Linked DNA regions of Mus musculus: region 2 is linked to region 1. A link is a contact called in public HiChIP or PLAC-seq data. All regions are on one chromosome and are shown on one strand. Each heading gives the region's core, a stretch centred on a gene start, on an enhancer-like site or on the middle of the called end of the contact. The rest is flanking DNA. Distances are from core to core; before and after follow the strand shown.

What was found. HiChIP or PLAC-seq counts read pairs in DNA pulled down with a chosen protein or histone mark.
Region 2: a contact with region 1 is called in an H3K4me3 HiChIP or PLAC-seq map of the SCID.adh cell line, with 9 read pairs. The contact joins the promoter of Sec23ip here to the enhancer-like site in region 1. A contact is called at or near these places in 3 of 39 promoter capture datasets (the HPC-7 cell line, cranial neural crest and embryonic stem cells), 1 of 484 Hi-C or Micro-C datasets (bone marrow-derived macrophages), 8 of 115 datasets of contacts at active chromatin or transcription factors (the SCID.adh cell line, double positive thymocytes, effector CD8 T cells and 5 more) and 3 of 9 other capture datasets (adipose tissue, liver and pancreatic islet).

What each region holds. Positions count from the first base shown.
Region 1 is chr7:128,397,534-128,400,233 of GRCm38.p6, reverse strand. The region is part of intron 3 of Rgs10 (regulator of G-protein signalling 10); the gene reads left to right. Among named protein-coding and RNA genes, the nearest start is that of Rgs10, 19 kb to the left of the region's middle. Within about 2 kb of position 1,338, at least 22 of the 459 cell types and tissues checked have an H3K27ac peak or open chromatin away from gene starts, as enhancers often do. A contact at or near this core is called in the SCID.adh cell line, bone marrow-derived macrophages, double positive thymocytes and 1 more, where this site is marked.
Region 2 is chr7:128,743,566-128,746,265 of GRCm38.p6, reverse strand. Sec23ip (Sec23 interacting protein) reads right to left here and starts at 1,396. Exons shown (of 19, transcript NM_001029982.2): 1 at 1,088-1,396. The coding sequence starts at 1,244.

The DNA of each region.
Region 1 (2,700 bases), core at 89-2,588:
CCAACCACACCAAGTTCGGGAAATAATGACTCTGAGACTGAATTATCATGAATAATTGCCTAGGCCAAAAGCTAGGGCTTGCTAATCAACCAGCTTGTAAGTCAGGTGTCCTGTTTATTCCATTCTCAGTCTTGCCATGTCGGGGTTACCTCTCCTCTGGTTCATGCAACGTCTCCATCACCTTTTAGGGAGAATCCCTCGTTCTCCCGACTCTTTCCCAGAAATCCTTTCTCCATCCTGGAACTTCAGTGTCCCTGTTTCCCGCCTAAGCTCATACATAGGTCATCAGCCTTTTTTTGGGCAGGTGAAGCTGCCACACATTGTACAAAAGATTCCCTCTACACAAAGTTCCAAGGCTTTCTACAGTCCTTCTCAGAACTACATGGTCAGGAGTGTCATGGGAAGACTTCACTCCTGGAATCAATTTCTATGCTAGTTAGGGTGACTGTAGCTTTAATGAAACAAAAGCAACGTGGACAGCAAAGGTTTTATTTGGTTTACACTTCCACATCACAATCTACTCTTGAAGGAAGTCAAGACAGGAACTCAAACGGGGCAGGAACCTGGAAGCAGAAGCTGATGCAGAGGCCGTGAAGGAGCGCTACTTATTGGGTTGCTCAGCATGGCTCTTGTTTTTTTTTTTTTTTTAAATAGGTTTTTTTTTTGTATTTTTTTTATTTATTGATTGATTATATTAAGTACACTGTAGCTGTCTTCAGACACTCCAGAAGAGGGAATCAGATCTCATTATAGATGGTTGTGAGCCACCATGTGGTTGCTGGGATTTGAACTCCGGACCTTCGGAAGAGCAGTCGGGTGCTCTTACCCACTGAGCCATCTCACCAGCCCATGGCTCTTGTTTTAATAGTACCCAGGACCACCAGCCCAGGAGCTGCAGCACCCATAATAGATGGGCTGGTCCTTCCCACATCAATCATTAATAAGAAAACTAAGGCTGTCTATAGCCTAATCTTATGGAAGCATTTTATCAATGGAGGATTCCTCCTCTCAGATGATTCTAACATCTGTCAAGTTGACATAAAACTAGCCAGCACAATGCTGCCGGGGAGGGTGGTGTCATTGGTGATACCAGCATGTCTGGGTCTTGGTCTGGGTCACAGCTTTGAGCTTTCACACTGCTATGTGTGATTTGCAAGGTCAACGGCAGCCGATGTTAGGCTACTGCACTTTAGTTACATAAACATGCAGAGCCAACCTCTGGGCCCACAGGCTCAACTGGGGCCAGCTTCTGGGGAGGTAAAACTAGGCAGTCAGCTCTGAGTTACTAGTTTCCAGAAGTGGGGGAGGAGGCAGGCCCTGCAGAAGGCACCTAACTGAATTTCACAATCAAACTTACCACATCTGTCCCAAAGGGAGCGTGGGAGGCTCTATCGCTATCTGCAGTCAATTGAGGCAGCTGTGAGCCTGATGCAAATCGGGCTTTCAAACCTCTGCTAGTTTAAGGACAACTGGTCAATTTTTTTTCTATGTCTTTCTGGCATGTGCACGTCTGTGCTTGCATGTGCACAAGCTCACACTTGTGTTGTGCATGTGTGCATGGGCTTTTTTGTATGTGTGTGAGTACATGTATGAAAGTGCTCATAGTACATGTCTGAACACGCATGTGGAGGCCTGAGGCCGACATGAAGCTATCATTTTCCATCCCCCTTCCATTTCAGTCACTGAGACAGGGTCTCTCAGTCAAGCCCAGAGCTTATTCATGTGGCTGGTCTCACTAGCCAGCTTGCACTGTCTCCCCTTTCCCAGGCTGAAATTGCAGGTAAAGCCACCATACGTAATTTCTAGGGAGCCAGACTCTGCTGCTCGCTCACTGTGTGGCGCTCACTCTGTGGTGTTGGCTTCACCTCCGAGCCTCACACTCACTGACTCTCACTGACTCTCACCTGAGCCTCACACTCACTGACTCTCACCTGAGCCTCACGCTCACTGACTCTGAGCATCTTGTATAACATTCTTCTCCATCTTAGGAAGGTACTTTGTCTTTCTGTCTCGTATGCCCATGAGTCCAGGCATCGTTGTCTTTCTTCCTCTCCATAGTATCCAAACATCTAGATCTGTGCCAGGGACACAGTTTGTTTCTTCCCCTGTGTGGGATGATGGTGTGCCCTCCAGTTAGGCTGGACTCTCACCTTCTGAAACCCTGGACATGACGATGGGCCTGTAAGATAGGAATACTTTCCAGCTTGCTGGGGCTTTTCTTCTTAGAAGTCTCAAAAGATAGAGCAGCCCCGAGTCTTGATCGTCTCCCACTGTCGCCCTGTGACTACTGGGCAAAGCAGGGCCATGACTTAGGAAGGTCTAGCATTGCACATATGAAACGAATGCTGGGGACTTTGGGAAACAGGGAAAATGACACTTCCTACCTCCGGTCCTCAGACTCTCTTGTTTCTTATACCTTCCTTTTGTCAGCACTCAGCACATTCCATTTCTCTGTGGTTTAAAACCTTTCTCTCATGTGCCTTTCCCTCCCTATGAGTTATCATGTGAGGTATTTTAGCTTTTAGGGTAATTCGACATTTATGCCTTATAAAACCACAGAGACAGGCTGGAGAGCTGGCTCAGCAGTTCAAAGCCCAGTGCTCTTCCAGAGGACTTAAATTTGGTTTTCAGGTGGCTCACAACCTCCTGTAACTCTAGTTACAGGGCATGTGATACCTCTGGCTTCTGTGGGTACCCACA
Region 2 (2,700 bases), core at 147-2,646, 350 kb before region 1:
GTTACGAGCACCGAGAAGAAACATGACAGAAAGGAGACACTGCAGATACACATGCTTTCAGTTGTCTTTCTTCCCTTCTGCGGGAAACTCCCCTTAGTCCTCCAAGGAGGAATTATTTGGTGGGGAAAGCTCAGCACCTAACAAGCACCTGTGTGCTAGGCACTAAAAAACAGGACCCTGAAAATGAAAAGAGGTAAGAAGTTCACAGTCCACATGGAGGGGCAGAGTACTTAGCTCACAAGTATTTACACAACAATACGTGTGGGACACTAGATATAGAACTCTACAAAAATGAGACAGGGTATAGTGACGAATGCCTTTAATCCCAGCACTCAGAGGCAGAGAGGCAGAGGCAGGTGGATCCTTTAAGTTTGAGGCCAGCCTGATCTACACAGTGAGTTCTAGGACAGTCAGTACTACACAGAGAGACCTTGCTCTCAAACCCAGGGATAGGAGCTGAAAACATGAAATCTAAGCAGACAGGTAAAATGTCATGACTGAGGCCACACAGCAAGTTAATGGCAGTGCCGGGTCTGAACACAGTCTGTGCTCCAAACCACCAGAGAGAGACAGACGAGAAAGAGAGACAGAGACAAACGAGAGAGAGAGAGAGAGAGAGAGAGAGAGAGAGAGAGAGAGAGAGAGAGAGAAATCAGCCTTCCCAGATATACACAGAGCTTAATCAAAAGTGTAACGGGGGGGCTTTTACTAGGAGAGAGTGTATAGTCCTCTACAAGAGAGGCATTGTCTCCTCTGGAGAAACTTACTGTCTCCTAGGTGATGTCCTACCCTATCACCGGTGTTTCCCAGTAAGAGAGCAGCTTTCGGATTCTAGCAAAGGGTAACTGTCTAATTTAGCTGCGTTTTCTGCCAGCACCAGCACACCAGTGGGTGTTCAACAAACAGTTGCGCAATGACAGGAGTTCCAAGCCTCATCACCGGAGCCCCTCCTCCAGGATCCTCCAGTCCCTGGCCCTCTGAAAGCTGGTCACTGCTGACCCTGGCAAGCGACTCAGAGCAGGCGACACTCCTGTCCCACCCGCCTCCCGGGACAGACACTGGCCCCCAAGCGCCCTCGGCTCACTACCTCCGGGTAAGAGCAGGGAAGCCGGGGAGGCGGCGGCCTGCGTGACGGGGATGAAGGGCACGTTGAAGCTGAACTCCGTGGCCGAGGAGGAGAAGAGTAAGTTAGTGCCTGACGAGGAGGCGGACGCTCCGCCGCCGTTAGCCTTCCTATCCGCCATGGCTGCAGACCCCCGGCCGTTACGTGGCTCTGCGAGCCCGGTGCTGCACACAGACCGGAAACCGGTTAGCGAGGATGCCACCGCACTTCCGCACTTGCGCACAGGTGCCACAGGCCAGCGACTCCGGGATCGGTTTTCTTCCGGAATTTGACGCCGCCCAAAATCAATAAGGTGGAATCGGCTTCAGACCCAAGCCTATCACGTGACAGCCTCGGTCTCGCGAGACTGGGTCAGCCTCTGGAATCACAGCATAGAATAGAGAGGTGTGGCCGATGAATCCTAGCGTTAATTGACGCTCGAAGTCGCAGATTCTGAGATGTCCTGGACGCCCTGAGTTTCTCATGGAGTATCTGTTTTTGGTTGGTTGGTTTATTTGCTTGCTTGCGAGGCAGGATCTCTCTATGCTGCCCAGACTGACTTTTTATCCTCCTGCCTCAGCTCTTCCATTTCTGAGATTAATACCACCACACACTGCAATTCTTATATCTTTATGACAGGCGGTCATAAGAATTGGAAGTAAGAATTATTATCGGCTGGGTTCCTTTTTTTTTTTCAGTTACGTTTTCATGATGTTGCCTGGAATTCTCAAGAGGTCTGTCTGCCTCTTCTTCCCAAGAGCTTAAAAGGAGTGTGCCACCACTCCAGGCTACTATCTCCTTGAATGTGTGCATCAACAAAAAGTGCCTTTGGTAAGGCAGTTCCAAGTGGTAGACGATTTATGTTTCAAAGGGGCAGAGAAAAGATGTATAATTGCAACATTCTAGAGTTACTGCTGTAATTTAGGGTTTGGGGACCTATCTGCCTACTACCAGGTTTTGGCTGGAATAAAAACATTAAATTCTGGCAGTGTTGAGTTTACCTCGACAAGCATTTCAACGGGGCCAAGAAGTACAGAGCTTAGTAATGGGGAAACTTCTGGTGAGTCATAGATAACATGGCCTCAAACTGCTAAAAGCCATGCTAGACTAGAAGTTGGTCAAGAAAATTCTCTTTATCATAAAGAAGCAAGGCTGAGAACCATATACCAGAGAGTGATATATGAAACAGACCTGAAATCCTTCCTTTTTGGGTTTACAATCTGGCAAAACAATCAACTAAACACAAAATAATATAAATGGCAGGCTTTCCTTAAGTGTGTTTCCTGGAACACTGACATCATCTGGGGACAGAGATCTAAACATTCTAGGAAGAGCGAGCATGTATCTCTCTCCATCAGATCATTAGCGAAAAACTTAAGGAAGAAAAAGCTTCCCTGAGGAAGAAAAACTAAAGTTGAAACTTGAGAACTAGGGCTTCAAACCTCTTTATGAGTGCAGGGATCCCAGAGGACCAGCCCTGCTGTGGTGTTGCACACCTTTAATTCCAGCACTTGGAAGGCAGAGGCAGGCGGATTTCTGAGATCAAGGCCAGCATGGTCTACAAAGTGAGTTCCAGGACAGCCAGGGTTATTCAGAGA